Linked DNA regions of Zea mays: region 2 is linked to region 1. The links are chromatin contacts, called in public Hi-C maps. All regions are on one chromosome and are shown on one strand. The core of a region is the stretch at or near the end of the contact, and the rest is flanking DNA. Distances in the headings are between cores, read along the strand shown. Region 1 holds the start of LOC100275151. Region 2 holds the start of LOC100284161 (heavy metal-associated domain containing protein).

Region 1 (7,834 bases), core at 1,767-4,266:
TTTTGGTATTTATTTTGTGGTACTAGTGCTCTTCTCCTCTAATTCTAAAATTCCAATTTAAATCTTACATCCAATTCGAGTACTAATATTTTTCTTTTAACATTATTTTATATTGTCACAAAATGCACACAAAATAAAGTCTAGCATGATGCATAATTTAGTGACATATATTTTATTAATTATTTGTTTTTAAATATGGTGTTCACATATGATGACAAATAGACTCAACCCACACATATAAATAAAGGAAATAAATTTGTTTTTCTCTTTTTATATTTTCTCTTACAAATTGGGTATTACATAGTTGTAACCGTAAACAATTGAAACGAGAATGATGTGTAGTTCAACTGTAACTATTTGTCACTAAATAAATAGAAAAGGCTATATTTGCTATTTAGAACAGCCAGCAGCAACGAGGACGGACAGATTTCTCACCACGTGTCACAACGATTCTTGAATGACCACCTCTTACATTTCACCCAAACTTCCTTTTCCATGTTGTCATTATCTCCCTTCTTTTCCACCATGGACTCTGTGAAGTAGTCCCAAACCTCATACGCGGCTTTTTTCTCTCAGTTTCTTTGCAGCAGGCACCAATGATTCCTCAGCACCTTCATCAACATGAACAACAATTGATGTTTCCTTCACTGCAGTAGGTCAAAAGATATATGTCTGCTAATCTAGAGACTAAAGAGTAAAGAACTAAAGACCAAAGAGTACAAAGGTATCAAAATGGGGCAACGATTGCAATTACCTGGTGGCTGGTGAGTTGTGAGTGGTGATGTAGTGGCGTCGCCCACTGCCTGCCGATGTAGAGTGGCCGCCGCCCGCTGCAGCTACCTGTCCACCGAACCCTTGCCGGCTTGCCGTTGGGTTGAATCAACGCCGAATACTAATCAGATAGTAGGCCGGATATATCCGATATATCCGGATATTCGGATAATATCAACCATACTATATTCAATATTTATCGGATATCCGAAAAAACTATCAATTGAAATAATTAATCTCTTTGGATGATCAGATGTTAATAATATCTGCTTACAATTCTAACAACGACTAGTATTCTAAGATGGAGGGAGTATTAAAGAAGATAGCTATTGCACCTTTGGGGTTTATTAAAAATTTTACATACGAATTTAGGAGAACTAGACCGTACAAATTCTAACAATTTATGCCCAGTTCGTTACATGCGTTCATCTAAATTGTAAATGAAATCTGCAACTTTTCTCTCCGAGGATCAATTTACGACTAGTAGGATCCTGCGTGTTTGCTGAACCTCGACTTGCGTGTGCTGGTGCCCCTGCATTACCCCATGCTGCATTCGTGCCTACACGGCTTGTGCCCGCACGAGCACGACAAGCCTAACCCGAGGTTGTCGGCTGCTGGTGCTGCATGTGCTGGTACACGAATCAAACAACAAGTGTTTTAAGGATGGAAAATTTCCCTATATGCCATTGAAATTTATACTCCCTTGGATGTCATCGAGTGACATATAGGACAATTTTTTTTTATGTATGACATATAGGACAGTAGCAATAATTTCTAATGGCACACAGGGAATTATTCCTTTAGGGTTGATTTGGTGACCCGGGATCACGAGAGGATTGAAGGGGATTAAGGGGGAAATTAGTTTATTTCCCCCTCAATCCCCTCAAATTCTTCCGTGATTCTCTTGTCATCAAATCAACCCTTAAGGATCCAGTGATCTACGGTGTTGGAGGCCTCTATTGCTGAAAGTCCTCAAAGAATTGTATTATCAGTCAAATATGTTTCAGATACTATAAAATGATAGTGAAGCTGTCCTTCGTCTGCAACGATGCGTGAAGCAGAGATGAAGCTAGGAAGTTTCAACCTCATGGGATTAACGGGCAGATAGGAGCAAAGGAGAGAAGAAGCTTGAGTTCCGCGGTACTAATAATATATGAAGCAAAAGCAGGTGAGATGCATGCTTGGCCAACACGTCAATGGAGGAAAAAGAAAGCACTACCACTGCAAGAGTGCAAGAGTCATAGTTCATATATAGAGAGTTTATGAACATGTGTGTAATTTTACACGAAATTATATTCTGCCATTATAAATAACGAACAATGTCCACAGAACTCGCGACCAGGAACGAGAGAGAACTGAATTGCTCTGCCTTCGAAGTTGTATTGTCTTGCTTTCGTGTTTTCCATAAGTCAAAGGTATTTTTGTAATTATTCACAATAATGAACGAAGAAGGGTAATGAATTTAGAACGAATCATTCTGTCATATCCGTATACCTTGATGTTTTTAGTTATCGTTTAATCTTTTAGCCTTCTTTCTTTAATTAATCTTCCTAAAGAGAATTAATTAAAAGGCGTAGAAAGTATTAATTCAGATTGTTGTCTTGTTTTGGTTTCTCTTTGGAGTCAAAAGCAAGCGACCAACCCGCCGGTATATTTTCTTTGCTCATACAAGCAACTAAAACATACGGTATATTTTTTTCATTGAGATGGCGGAACCCCTGAAAGGTTCTATGGACACCAATCAGGTATTGCTAAATTGAGTTGCTGGCAACTGAATAACAAACACCCTAGACTGTCGAGATGTTTATTAAAATGTTGAAATGAAAGCAGCATAAAAATTTCAAAAGAAATATCAATTAGCTACTGATGATATCTTGAAATTTCTTGTGACCAAAATCCTGCTGGATTCATGTTGCTTAGTTTTAAATCTGATTTGTTTATCTGAGGACAAATTCCAGATATGTTGTATGTGCAAGAAATTCGGTGCGTAGTAAATTCCTGTAGCTTGTTAATCCATGTAGCCACAGAACAGCCAAAGTTGTATTCGAAGAAAACGGAACGTCAAGTAGGAAAGAAATTATAAAAAAAAACCAGCATCTGACGAGTCAACACAGAGAGATCTAGAGTGTCGGATCAGTCAAGTCCAGCAAAGCGGCTGCATCTTATCACAATTGCATAGGCGGTCGGGTCGTCGATCCCTTTATATATATATATATATACGTAGCAGATGGCACATTACCATCTCAGCTGAGACAAGAACTCTGAGCATGAGCCGCAGAAAGAACACTGTCCTCGCCCTTGTGGCATGGATCATGTTGCTTGCACTCTTCATCACAACGGCGACGGCCTCACTCCGTAAGTCTGTGCGGAATATTCTCTTCACTAGATTGATTGATTGATTCATTCATTCATTTCTTAGTATTCCACCGACCAAAGATGCTGTTAAATTGTTGTCATCAGTAGAGGAGTGTCCCTGACGGCCTTGCAGGCAGTTAGGCCATCAGTCATGCTCATATGCTGTTAGCCTGTTGGCATCATCTCACAGCTTTTCCTGATCCTGGTAGTCCGATACTGATCATGGATGCATTTCATTTCATTTCAGCATGCCAATGCTGCTGGCTGGTGCAGCATCCGAAGGTGACATGCGGCCACGCCTGCTGCGGCGACAACTGTTGCCCGCCCACGCCACCACCGTCCACCCGCTGAATTCGAGATAGATCATAAATACAGTATCATGATGATACATAATAAACTCCGCCGGAAAGTTGTTATAGTATCCCGCCACTTTTCTGTGAGCATATGATATATATGCTGCAGCATGCATGACAATAAAACATCTCTTTGGTTCCATCAGGTGCTACAACAAAAGGAGAATTTACCATAGCTTTAATATAGTATATTATCTCAGTTCTTGAATATTTATCGACCACTAGATCATTTTTGAACTAAAACACGACAAATAAAAATGAACGGATGTAGTATATAGTTCCCGGGAACTAATGGAAAACAGATTCAGAGATGGGCATAATTTTCAACAATAAATTAAATTATATATATAAATCCTGGTTTCCTAATCTCATGTGGCGACAGTGCAGTCCATTCCTTCCTAGACCTAGAAGTCAATTGTACAATCTTTCTAAACATTGGCACAAAGGTATATCAATTTGAGAATCAAGCGGAACCCATCATTCTAAGGTACGTGAGCACCCACAAAGCTAAAACCCAGAGTCCACAGCAGACCCCGCAGCATCCACCGCCACAAGAGGCGACTGCAGAGCTCTTGCTATCATCAACACCAACAAGAAAGCGGCATTCGCCCATAGATGGGTCAAGGTATGTTATCATCCCAAGCCCACCAAAATCACAACTCTTTGGGTCCTGCTTCTGCTGCTGATAGTAGCTGTTGAAAGCATATGAAACATTGCCCTTCTCCCCGATGCCATAGCATGAACCTCCGTAGTACAGAGTGGTACAATCCGCCATGCTGCACGCAAGCTTCATGTGATCTGAAACACTGTCAAGATCCCGAGCAGGGTTTGCGACACACCAACGTGATGGAAGGTACGGAACCTCTTTGGCATTCTTCAGTACTGAATTTCCCAGCCCAAGATTCAGGGGGTATTTGGCTTGTCCATCGAAGGAGAAGATTCCCCAGTGCCGCTCAAAGTTTCCTGGTAGTATGCTCTTCCCCTCTTCATCGAGAAGGCTGAAAAGATATACATCAGCTGGTGGCACACCAGGTCGGAGTGGAGTTCCCTTGTTGCTTGTAATACGATTGATAAGCCCTTGATTGAATGCCCTTGCTGCAGTTAAGTTTGCACTTGGTGCTCCCTCAGTAGGCCAACCAATCTCACCAATTGCAATTGGTAGGTTCCCGTAGCCAATTTTACTGAGAGCAGAAACTAATGTGTCAAAGTTCCCATCAAATGCATCGTAGTACACGTTCGGACCATCTACTACTGGGTGAGTAGATCCTTCAAAGAACGCATAATCTTGTGGGAAATCTGAATTTTGATAAAGACTGAGGAATGGATAGATATTGACGACAAATGGAGCCCCACTAGAACTCAGAAAAGCAGCCAGCTGGGTCATTAGCTGAGTCAATTCAGTCCTGAATACTCCTTGAGATGGAACAGAAGCACTCTGATAAGCATCAGCATTGCAGGGAACTACTAGCTTTACATAGCTAGCAAGATTAGCTTTCACCAGTGATTGCTGAATATTTGTCATCGCCGGAATGATATATGATTGGAATTGACCCTGGTAGCTTGTCAGGAAAGGCTCATTGCCCACAGCAATGTATCTGTAAAAACAAATGCATAGTTAGACAAAGAAATCAACTGTTTCAGAGTCAATCGGTCAATCCTGTATGGACACACCACATTCAAGATTCCAAGTGAAATTTGATGAAAAAGAAAGTAACTTCGTAAAGAACACGCAAAAACAAATCACTTGCCAGACTAAGCATCGTTAACCTGAATCAACTATACCAGTTTTCTTGAGCAGTAATTCTGCAATGCTCTCATAATAATTTATTGACCATTTGCACATCACTCTTAACCTCTCACTATTATTGGTGTCTACTAATTTAAATGGTCAGTTTCACTTTGCGTAAACAAAGAATAACATGATTTGTGTTAGGCAACTTGACGGATGAAATTTAATTTTTGTGCAATATGAAGAACAACAGAGTGATTGCTTGCTTTGAAGTGACAGCAGCTCAAGTCCCTTGCAATTTAATACAGATTATAAAGAACACTATATTGCTACAAAGACAAGCAGAAATAATGCTTGAAAAGAATATAGATGTACTAATCGAATTCTATGATAAAACATTCAAAATAGATGAAACCAGATATGTCACTGCAAATTCAAATAACTATACCGATATCTTAGCAAAGGCACCAAACTGAACAAAAGATGAGCAAATGGACCAGCTTCTTCACATAATTCGAATTACCAATGCTCCACATCTATGCAACCACATTAAGAAAAAAAAAGAGATCATCTTCTGCACCAAACCAATCAGCTATTGACTCGAAAAACAGTCCACTAAAGCTAAATAAACTAAAGCACTGCATCTAGAAACGTTTCATTCAAATTAAAAAAAAATACTTGAAACATCTCATCTTCATGCCCACGAAACAAGAAACATACAAAAAGGTTCATCATCGGCTCCACAAGAATCAAGGGAGTTCAACAAAGCGAATACTCCACTGAAAGCTAAAAAGTGACACCACATATACCCAATTCAAGTACATTGACTACATAAATCCTGGGTTGCCCAACCAAATTCTAAGACTGAGGAAGCAAGACTAAAAAAGGTTGTACTTCAATGCTACATTGCGAGAGATCCAGAGAAATTCTGGGGCTCACCGGATGCCGACGCCGCTGCGGCCGACGTAACGGGACACGTTCTGCGCAACCCAGTCGTCTGCAGCCGCCTGCGACCCCGCGATGCTTGCGAGCTCGTCGTTGGTAACGCCGACCATGACCTGGATGCCGCTGCCGGCGAGCGCGCGCAGGACTCCCGGGTCGGCGTTGAAGAGCTTCACCTTGCTGATCCGATTCGCGCGCATCAAGTCCACCACCACGCCAGGCGGCGCGCGGTGGTTGGACACGGTACCCCAGTTCACCCCGATCGCCGCCTCGGCCCGCCACGGGACGGCGCAGAGGGCCGCGACGAGGAGGGCACGCAGCAGCGCTGGGCCACCGGCTGCCATTGCCGGGGAGGAGGGGTCTGAGAGCGGTGATCTTTGGAGGATTGGGAGGGGGTTCGTGGATCGAAACCTGATCTTTGGGGTGGGGTTGGGGAGTTGGTGGGATAACCGAGAAGAGGATGGAGAAGAGAGTGAGCTGATGATGTTGTGAGCCTGCGACTGAGGGAAGCTAGCCGGTGTGAGCTTGAAGCTTCTCAAAGGAAAAACAGGGGGGGCAATATGGTAAATGGAGATAATCCAGACCTGTGACGTGTCCTCTTTACCTGCACGGCAGTGGCGAAAATATCCGTTGGCTGCGAGTTGGAGTACCGAGGAGCTCTATAAAATTTCTCATACATAAAATAAGGTAAGATTGACTGCAACGCTTGCCTCTTCACCTCCCCTACGCTAATACTGTTCATCGTTTAGGGGCTACAGTCTCCCCCTACCTCGCGCAGCGGTGAGCGCTCCCCTCTCCCCTTCCTCGCGACACTCTTCTCTCTCACGCCAGATGCAGCGGTTCACTGTAGCCGCCCCCTCGCCTTCTTCGCGCGGAAGGAGCCGCCCGCGCCAGACACCGGAAAGTTCTCGCTCCACCTCGCTCCGTCTCCACCCGTCCACGGAAGGGCGATTTTTGGAGGCGACGCGGCGGCGGATCTCCCGTCGGCCGGTGGAGTCGGCACCGGGCCCGCTCGGGTGCGCAGAAGACGAAGTCGACGTCGTGAGCACGCAGTGCCGTTCGCGACCGAAGACGAAGAGGGGTCACATCCGCTTCCGCCGAGGTTCGTCGCGTCCGATTCATTGGCTTCCGTCTCCGACCATCAACGGCGCCATCAGATCCAGACGCATCCCCTTCGATTCGACTTGGTGGGCACTAAATCTCCCGTTCTTAAGGTAATTTGCTTTGCAACTCCACGGCAAATCATTGTTTATGTTCCGATTGATTTACAACTCAAGTCGTATTGTGCTTCATTCACCGTCTTGCGGCCCAGATCCATCCCTACTAGAGGTATAGGTTCTTGTACCTCTTGAAACGAAAAGTTCAGTGAGTAAAAATTTACATTACCACTGCTGCTGTGTTAAAAATTCGTATTTTTTGTTGCCAAGCCCATAGGATTTAGCAGATGCAGAGAACTGTTGTAGGTATGAAGTTAGGTAGTTTTTCATCCTGTGATTTATGCGCCTGGTATACCATACTTTATGTTCCACGGCATCCAGTGGTGTTGATTGGACTGTTCTTCATGTTTTTGAACTGAAGACAATGTTTTTGTGCCTTTTATGTGCAATGTTACCCTTTGGCACTATATGAGTATGCACCAATATAAGCGAAAATACTAAATCACTTGTTTTCTGTGCCACGATAT
Region 2 (7,834 bases), core at 2,605-5,104, 270 kb after region 1:
CATGGGGGCACGGCGCAGCGGCGAAGAACGACGGTGTGGGCGTGGCTCCGGCGAGGCACGACCGGATAGGGGCTCGGTGGGGCACGGCAGGGGCGCGACACGGGAGGGCGCGGACGATCCAGCGCGGCTCCGTGGATGGCGGCGGCGACGGCTCCGTCGGTGTGCAAGGGCGAGGGAGAGAGAGAGAGGTGAGGGAGAGGCTTGGGCGAGGGGAGAGAGGTCCGGCTCGGCCGGTTTTTCTAGAGGCCAAGGGAGAGAGGAAGGGGCGCCAGAGAGCGGGAGAGGCAGCCGACGGCTTCAAAGCCATTAATGGCAGCAGCTTCATGAGGGGAGAGGGAGTGGAGGAGAGGAAGGGGGAGAGACGCGGCCGTTTCTGGCGTGGAAGAGGAGAGGGCGGCTCAACCGGGGTCAAGGCGGCTCGGCCGAGCGATTCGGACCAAAGTTATCTTATTAATTAATTAGGTTTTCATATAAAAGAATTTTTGTAAAAACAATCATGAAACAATTATAAGCAAACAAAAATTATTCTAAAAGTAAATAAGATTCAACACTTGATTTTTAAAAAATATTCTTTACTATATTCACTACTATAATTTAAATGCACTATTTTTAGTTGATGATTTTGAGGTTACAAAATAGCTAAGATAACTTTTTTTCATGAATTAGCCGATCTCAAGTAAGGCCCAAACGTGAATGTGAAATAGCACGGATATGTGCCTATATTTCGGTTTAGAATTTTAAAATTTTGAAAGTAAAATTCTGGTCAACAAAACGGTTTTTGAACAATATAAACGAGATTGTAATCTCACTCCAAACACCATGGAAGGTAAGCGGCCAAAACGTAGCATGACGCCATGTAGCTCTCTCTCTCTCTAGTCTGTACTCTAATCTTTCCCGATCGGGCCCGCCCCCACGGGCACGCCACATATGCAGTGCAGAGGCCTGCATGCTAGGCACGGGCTAGCTATAGCTAGCTAGCTAGGCCGGCTGGACGAGACACGACAATGCAAGAAGAAGCAACATATGACATGACCTATTTTGATAATGGCTTCACGACAAAAAGAAAGCACATAATACCAAACAATCTAAATGATGGTGGGTGGTTGCTCGCTAAAATCTTTTGCAGGAACCTTCAAACTGAGAGAAACGGCAACTTTGCGTCACCAAGGCAATTCAGAATACTCTTTATCTTATTCTATATTTCACTTTGTATTTTAAACTTTACTCTTTAAATAGTGCAATCTACGATATAAAACGGTACTTTACACGTCCATTTGGTGCAGCATTAATTTTAATTGTTATGATTTAATAGTTTTCAAAAAAATCATTACTATCAATGCAAACACACAGACACAGTACGGTAAATATTTTTTTCATATCCACTGAAAAAATAACATGTGGAATTGATTGGGGAAAAAATTTACAGGGCCATGAAAAAAAGATTTACAGGTCAAAAAAGCTTAAAGTTTGTTTTTCTTTCGCTGATTCGTCTGCACTAAGCGACGTTAAAGCGAAAACTAGTTTTGTGCTAATCAAGAACTGTCAACTAGACAACATCCAATTAATCTACAAGATGACATATAAACATCATGGTCGAAGGCCTGCTTGGACAGCAACCGGTTTTTGGATCTTACGTTCGGCAACTTTGTGTTTGTCCAACTGAGGTCAAAACTAATCGGTTAAAAACCATACCTATCCGTTACACATGATATCGCTCTTACTAACTCATGATCATGATGGTTTTTTTTCTCTTAATCTTATTGCATCACTCATCTCTTGTTGATATAGCTGATGTTTTTCAAGCAGGCTGAGCATGTCGTGCGAAAATTTTCCAATGTCTTATACTTAATTAGCACTGATCGATGCTTTTTAATTGTATAGCTCTTAGCAGTGATGTTACAACGCAATAACATCAAGATCTTTTGGGGGTCCCTCCAATAATTGCTGTTAGAAAAGGTTAATCAGATAATAAAGTGGGTACTTTGGTAGTGAAGTATAGTACTAAAATTTTCAACGAGTCCTGGTCTCCACGAAGCATACATGTTTTTGTTCTTTCTGCTTGAATGTGAACTTTGGCTAATTAATTTATAATGATTTAAATGTATTGGTGGTTCCTTCAGGTGCATTTGGTTGCAATGACAGGACGTGACGGGATGAGACGATTCCTAAAATAAAGTCGTTTGGTTTAGGATCAATGGTTGGAACAGTACTATCACAATGTTATCTCTAGTTATTTTTCAAAATTATAAGGACGAGAGAGGACGGCAGAGGACGACCCTGTCCTGGCTGTCGCCGAACCAAACACACCCTAAATTGGTGAATTCGTCTCACCTTAGACAGTCCGGTTGCTCATTTTAGCCCTCAACAGAACTATTTCTACTGCCCCACTAGTGAAAATATGTTACTATCAGAGCCCAACAGAGCCGGCGGTACTGTAGTGCCCTATAAAGCACGGATGTAGTGCCCTATAACAGTTACGGACACTCGTGTGACCTGCAAAGATTGAATAATTAATTCTTTCGTGGCCTGAGCTATCTTGTATTTGGAATTTCAGCGAAATTTTGTTTGTAAATCCTGGCCTGAGCTATCTTGTACTACACACAACAATACCAGCCGTAAAACTCTCATGTAGACGACATGTCCGAACTTTATCCTGAGCGCTCTCCCCCCCCCCCCCCCCCCCCCCCCCCCCCACCCCCCATGGTTTTTTTGGCAGTATATATTCACAGCAAACGTTTATCTTTTTTTGTTCAAGCATACAACTTTGAGAGCTAGTTTTGGAGGTAAAATGCCGGAGGAGATTAGAGAGACTAATTAAAATCCTTTTCTTACTAATTTTTGAATAAGAAAAGGATTTTAGGGCTTTAATTCTCTTCGGTTTTGTGTCTCACAGACTAGCTCTCGTGGGAAATTTCATGTGTCAGACATGGTAAAAGAAACACACCGAAAGAGACCTACAGGCGCCTCAATTTCAAACATAATGACGATGTAGACTTCATCGGCCTCCTTTTTGATGCCTATCCCTTTCTTCAAACATTGAAATGGCAAGACAGAGCATCCAACTCTATCACCAACAGCCGACAGCACAAACAGCTAAATGATACTCCTACAGTAATATAAACAAGAAAATGCTGTCCGCCAGGCGCCAGCTGTTGGTTTAATCCAATTTCAAAAGCTAGGAACGGAAGTTTGATAAATTTCATTTTAGCGCATGAGTTTCCTAGGTATCAAATAATTAGTATGTATAACAACCATGCTAACTGATTAAAAAAAAGTGGGTGATGGTGTAATAGCCAGGCCGCCACTAATTGCTACTGTAAGTGATAGTACGCCAGCAAACATTTTTGCCTTGCAATCAGTTTAATTAGAGGGAGAGAGGAGAGATTGATCTGGGAAAGAAAGAGAGAGAAGGAAAATATGGACACAAGGAGATAGAGACTTGACCTGTGTTGTGGTGTGCTGAAATGAACTAGCTAGGTAGCTATAATCAAGGTGTGTGGAAAGTTGTGGCACGGTAGCACCGACCAGACCCTACCAGCCACTCGCTGATGTTGAGGTTCCACGAACTCCAGCCAGCTTCAGCGTGAGCTGGGCATTTGGCACAGTGCGTCTCGTGGATTATTCAGTAGCCGTGCACTGCTTGCTGATTGATTGGTTGGCTGTTCTCTTCTTCCATTTTGTTGCTAAGCTTCATCTTCTCTGTCCAGAGCCTTCTTTGCTGCTTCCTCCCATACATACAGTGGTTACATATTTATTATAATAGGAATTAGGAAACCCTTCTCTCTCTCAACCTGCCGTCCTGCTCATTGCCTGCCTGCCTGCCTATAAATAAGGTGGTGGTGGCCATGTACTTCGTGTCTCAAACACACGAGAGCTCCTCTTGTCTTGCTCAGCAATCATATCGCACGAGATACTATTGACTCCAAGTACAGACCAGTCCAGTACTGTTGTACGGCCTGGTTCCGTGGAACAGAGATGGGCAAGGTTGGTTGCTCATCCTGCCGTCTTCGTTTCTGTGCCTGAATGTTTTGGTTTTTGTTCTGAGCTCATTCTGTGTTCTTCGATTTCTCGCTGCAGCAAAAGATTGTGCTCAAGTTGCCCCTGGATGACGAGAGGAAGAGGAGGAAGGCCTTCAAGGCAGCTGTGGGAATGAACGGTAAGACCAACCTACAACAATCACTGCGATTTGATTGGCATCATCATCATCAAGTCCCAGGTTCTGACAATTGCTGCTTCCTGGGGTGCCGGACGATTCCGCAGGTGTGACGTCCGCCACGATGGAGGGCGACAAGATCACCGTCGTCGGCGATGGAGTCGACCCCATCACGCTCACAACCATCCTTCGGCGCAGCCTCGGCTACGCGGAGCTGCTCAGCGTCAGCTCCGGCGACGACAAGAAGAAGGGCGACGGGTACGGCTACGGGAGCGCCGGTGGCATGATGTACGGTGGCGGCGGATACGGTGGTGGCAAAGAGGGCAAGGAGAGCAAAGAGAGCAGCGGCGGCAAGAGCAGTGGCGGCGGTGGGGGCTACGGCGGCCATTACCAGGCGATGCCGTCGGTCTCGTACCCTGCCGCCTACCAGCAGTACAACGCCATGCCGCCCTACCCCGCCGCCTACTCCTATCCTGCAGCATACCCGCAGCAAGAACAGGACCCTGGATGCAGCATCATGTGAAAAAACATCCTACAAGTTAATCTGAGGAGTTGGTTGAAGGTGGCCGAACACATGGAGATCAGATTAACATGGTTGGGTTCGTCCGGACAAGATGATCCATGCTGCCTTGAGCTGTGCAACAGAGGATGATGATCCAGGATGTGATGGGCATTATCATCCGTGTAATTATGTACAGGGTTGGCCAGCAAAGTTGACGGATTGATCTGTTGGAGTTGGAGGTGTTGGTGGAATGGGAGGCAGAGCTGTTCCGCAAGATTATGATTCAAGTGCAGACTAAGTAGCAGCACCGATGTTTCCTTTTCGTTTCTTTCGTTTTTGGTAAAGTTGTAGTGTTTGTTGAAGAAAAGGATTGCAATAAAATTAGTGTTTATACACTATCCGAGTGATTGGTTCCTATGCCCGCGAGCATCTGCCGGCCTGCTCCCACCTGCACGCTCCACACGGCCTGCGGAATCCGAGTGATTGGTCTCCACGCGTGCAGGTGGGAGCAGAAAAAATTGCATGTGCTGAGCAGTAAAAATTGCCTATGCTACATGTGTGTGCAGGCTCACCTCGTCCGACACAGGAAGCCAATCATGTCTGCGACCACTGTCAACGCACAACCAGCCGGGCTACCAATCATGTGAGGGACGCATATGCAGTACGCTACTCACAACTGTTTTGGTGGTTGAGCCTCAAAACCACCTGGCGTTATGGAAGGGTGGTTTCGCCGAGTTTAATTAGAGGTGTCACGTGGCATCATTGGGAAGGGTGTATCGAGGCGAAGCAACTTCATGTGGAGCGTCTGGCCGTCAAATGCATATTACAAGAGTTGGTCCATTTTTCCCAGTTAAATGGATAAGTTCTATGTATCTGTCACACCCGGATTTAAGGGTAAATGCAGATGTGTAATACCCAAAAATGTATATGATGAGGATATAGTAAATCTCCTTATGTTGTGTGCCATATATTCATCATAACAAGAGCATACCTATAATTAAGGGTGATTAGTTAAAATAAAAGATACTAAAATGGATTATGCATCATGATGTGGTTTTGCTTTGTGAGCATTTTGTGACAATATAAAAATAATGTAAAAAGAAATATGTTGGTACCCAAATTGAAATTTGAATTCTAAAGGAAATTCTATAATTTGAGAAGAGAAGGAAAATACTATAACATATAGAGAAAATAAATATACAAATAAAGAAAACTAATTTAGAACAGTATTTGAAATTGCATATTTAAAATAAATGGGAAAACTCATAACAAATTTTTGAACTCAAATGATGAAATCAAGAGGAAAGGAAAAAGAAAGGAAAACATAAAAGAAAAAGATAAGGAGACTTCCCTGCGTGTGGGCCGAATCTCCATTTCCTGGCCCAACTATGCACCCGCGCAGATTTCAATTACTCCCCCGCGCCAGCCCGTTTACCCCCCCCCCCCCACGTCCACTCCTCCTCACTCTCACGCTGGCAGGTGGGGCTTCTCAGGGCGCAACAGGCACACGCTCGCGCACACGGTCCTGACACTCGTCAGTTGGGGACGCAGACGCCTGGGCCCCACCGTTCAGCCCCTCGGCACCACGAACGCGTGCTTCCTTGGTCACTGCGACATGGGACCCACGGACCCGTTATCCCATCATGCGCGGAATCGTGAGCTCACAAACACGACGACCCCACCAGTCAGCCAGGCTTCCCTTCTTCTCTGCAAGCCGAGCTCCGCGGCGCGCCGTGCGTAGAGTCCGCGGTGAAATCGCGATGCCAGGCCCTCGTCTCGCGGAGCTAACGAACCGGACCTCGTCAATCTCCCGGCCGATTCGGCCGCGGCTGTTGCGGCTGTTGCACCACGATCCCATCTCCTTCCTCAACCTCCCGCGAACTTCACGCTGCTACCCCGCATGGCCGACCGCGTCGCGCCTTCAATCCTGGTGATTGCCGTTGCGATTTTGCCTCGGGTATTTAGGCTTAAGTAGTCGCGTCGTGCGCTGAGCCAAACCCTCCACCCTCCCGCCGTGTCACACCCGGATTTCAGGGGCACTAAGACCCGGGCGCGAACATAATCACCAGGTGTGCTGGGACCAAGTCTCACACATATGATGAAGCATGGCACAGGATCGAATGTCACATCTTTACTATATAACAGGAGTTCTATACAAAATAAATAAATAATTACATTATAAGGAGACAACGGTCCAGCAACCTAAAGTTGACTGGGAGACGACGGCCTAGACCTCTCACGAACACATCACATCATCCTCCATGCGCCTCATCCTGCGGTACCTGTTCTTGACCTGTGGGGGGGTGTGAGACAGCAAGAGTGAGCTCACATACGTTCATCGCTCAACAAGTTGTGGGGAATAATGTGCATGAACTCGCCAAAGGTGGGAGCTCACGTGAAGTGTAAGGCTTACCAAAGAGGATGGTTAGAGCTGAGCATTGCTTTTAAAGTTGGTCAAAATTTTATTAGTAGTTACTAAGTATAAGTAAATACCAACCCAATTAAGAAAAGTAATAACATCACCTGCGATGCAATGCATATGACAAATTGAATTTAGTTCCATAAATTAATCATGCGAGGGTCTGAGCTGCTCATGACCGTGAGCACGGCTAGTATACCAGTTTTACACTCTGCAGAGGTTGCGCATCTTTACCCACAAGTCATGTTACCCATCTGCCAAGGGATCGCGACTTCCCATACACCTCTACCGAGGAGGCGAGGCAGGGTAACACTACGAGGCCTTTACAAAGTTCCACTAGCTTCAGAAAACCCGCTACAGTTTATGGGAAGCTCCAATGCAGGGTTCTTGCCTGACCGCCATCGCAGCAAAATCAACCAAGGACCTCCCTACACTAACCACTCCCCTACTGCCCTTGCCCCTTTTGGGTAAGGTAGTCCTCCACTAGCTTTCCTAATTAATCAGCCAAGGGCGTCCATAAACCCTTGTGGTAGCACTATTTTCCCAGGTGGTCGCTCTATGTTCCAATTAACATAATGATCTTATCATGAACAGTGATAATAAACAGATAATAACAGTGTGATCATGAATAATGTATCTTCATACCCAAAACCACATAAAGCACTAGCAAGTACTACCCAAAAAGTTCAGTGATAAACAAGGTATAAAGATAGACAAACTAGGGTAACCTATTGGGTCCCATCAAAATTAACCTATGCAG

The links. Hi-C and Micro-C count contacts between places; a contact is called where the count stands out from the background.
Region 2: a contact with region 1 is called in a Hi-C map of ear, with 3 times the contacts expected there. The contact joins the promoter of LOC100284161 here to the promoter of LOC100275151 in region 1. A contact is called at or near these places in 3 of 25 Hi-C or Micro-C datasets (bundle sheath, ear and tassel).

What each region holds. Positions count from the first base shown.
Region 1 is chr7:78,899,028-78,906,861 of Zm-B73-REFERENCE-NAM-5.0, forward strand. LOC100275151 reads left to right here and starts at 3,017. Exons shown (of 2, transcript NM_001362849.1): 1 at 3,017-3,126; 2 at 3,374-3,619. The coding sequence starts at 3,039. The coding sequence ends at 3,477. LOC100273895 reads right to left here and starts at 6,627. Exons shown (of 2, transcript NM_001148287.1): 1 at 6,148-6,627; 2 at 3,792-5,074. The coding sequence starts at 6,494. The coding sequence ends at 3,943.
Region 2 is chr7:79,168,458-79,176,291 of Zm-B73-REFERENCE-NAM-5.0, forward strand. It overlaps LOC100284161 (heavy metal-associated domain containing protein), which reads left to right and starts at 3,855. Exons shown (of 3, transcript NM_001157058.2): 1 at 3,855-3,984; 2 at 4,078-4,156; 3 at 4,261-5,092. The coding sequence starts at 3,976. The coding sequence ends at 4,676.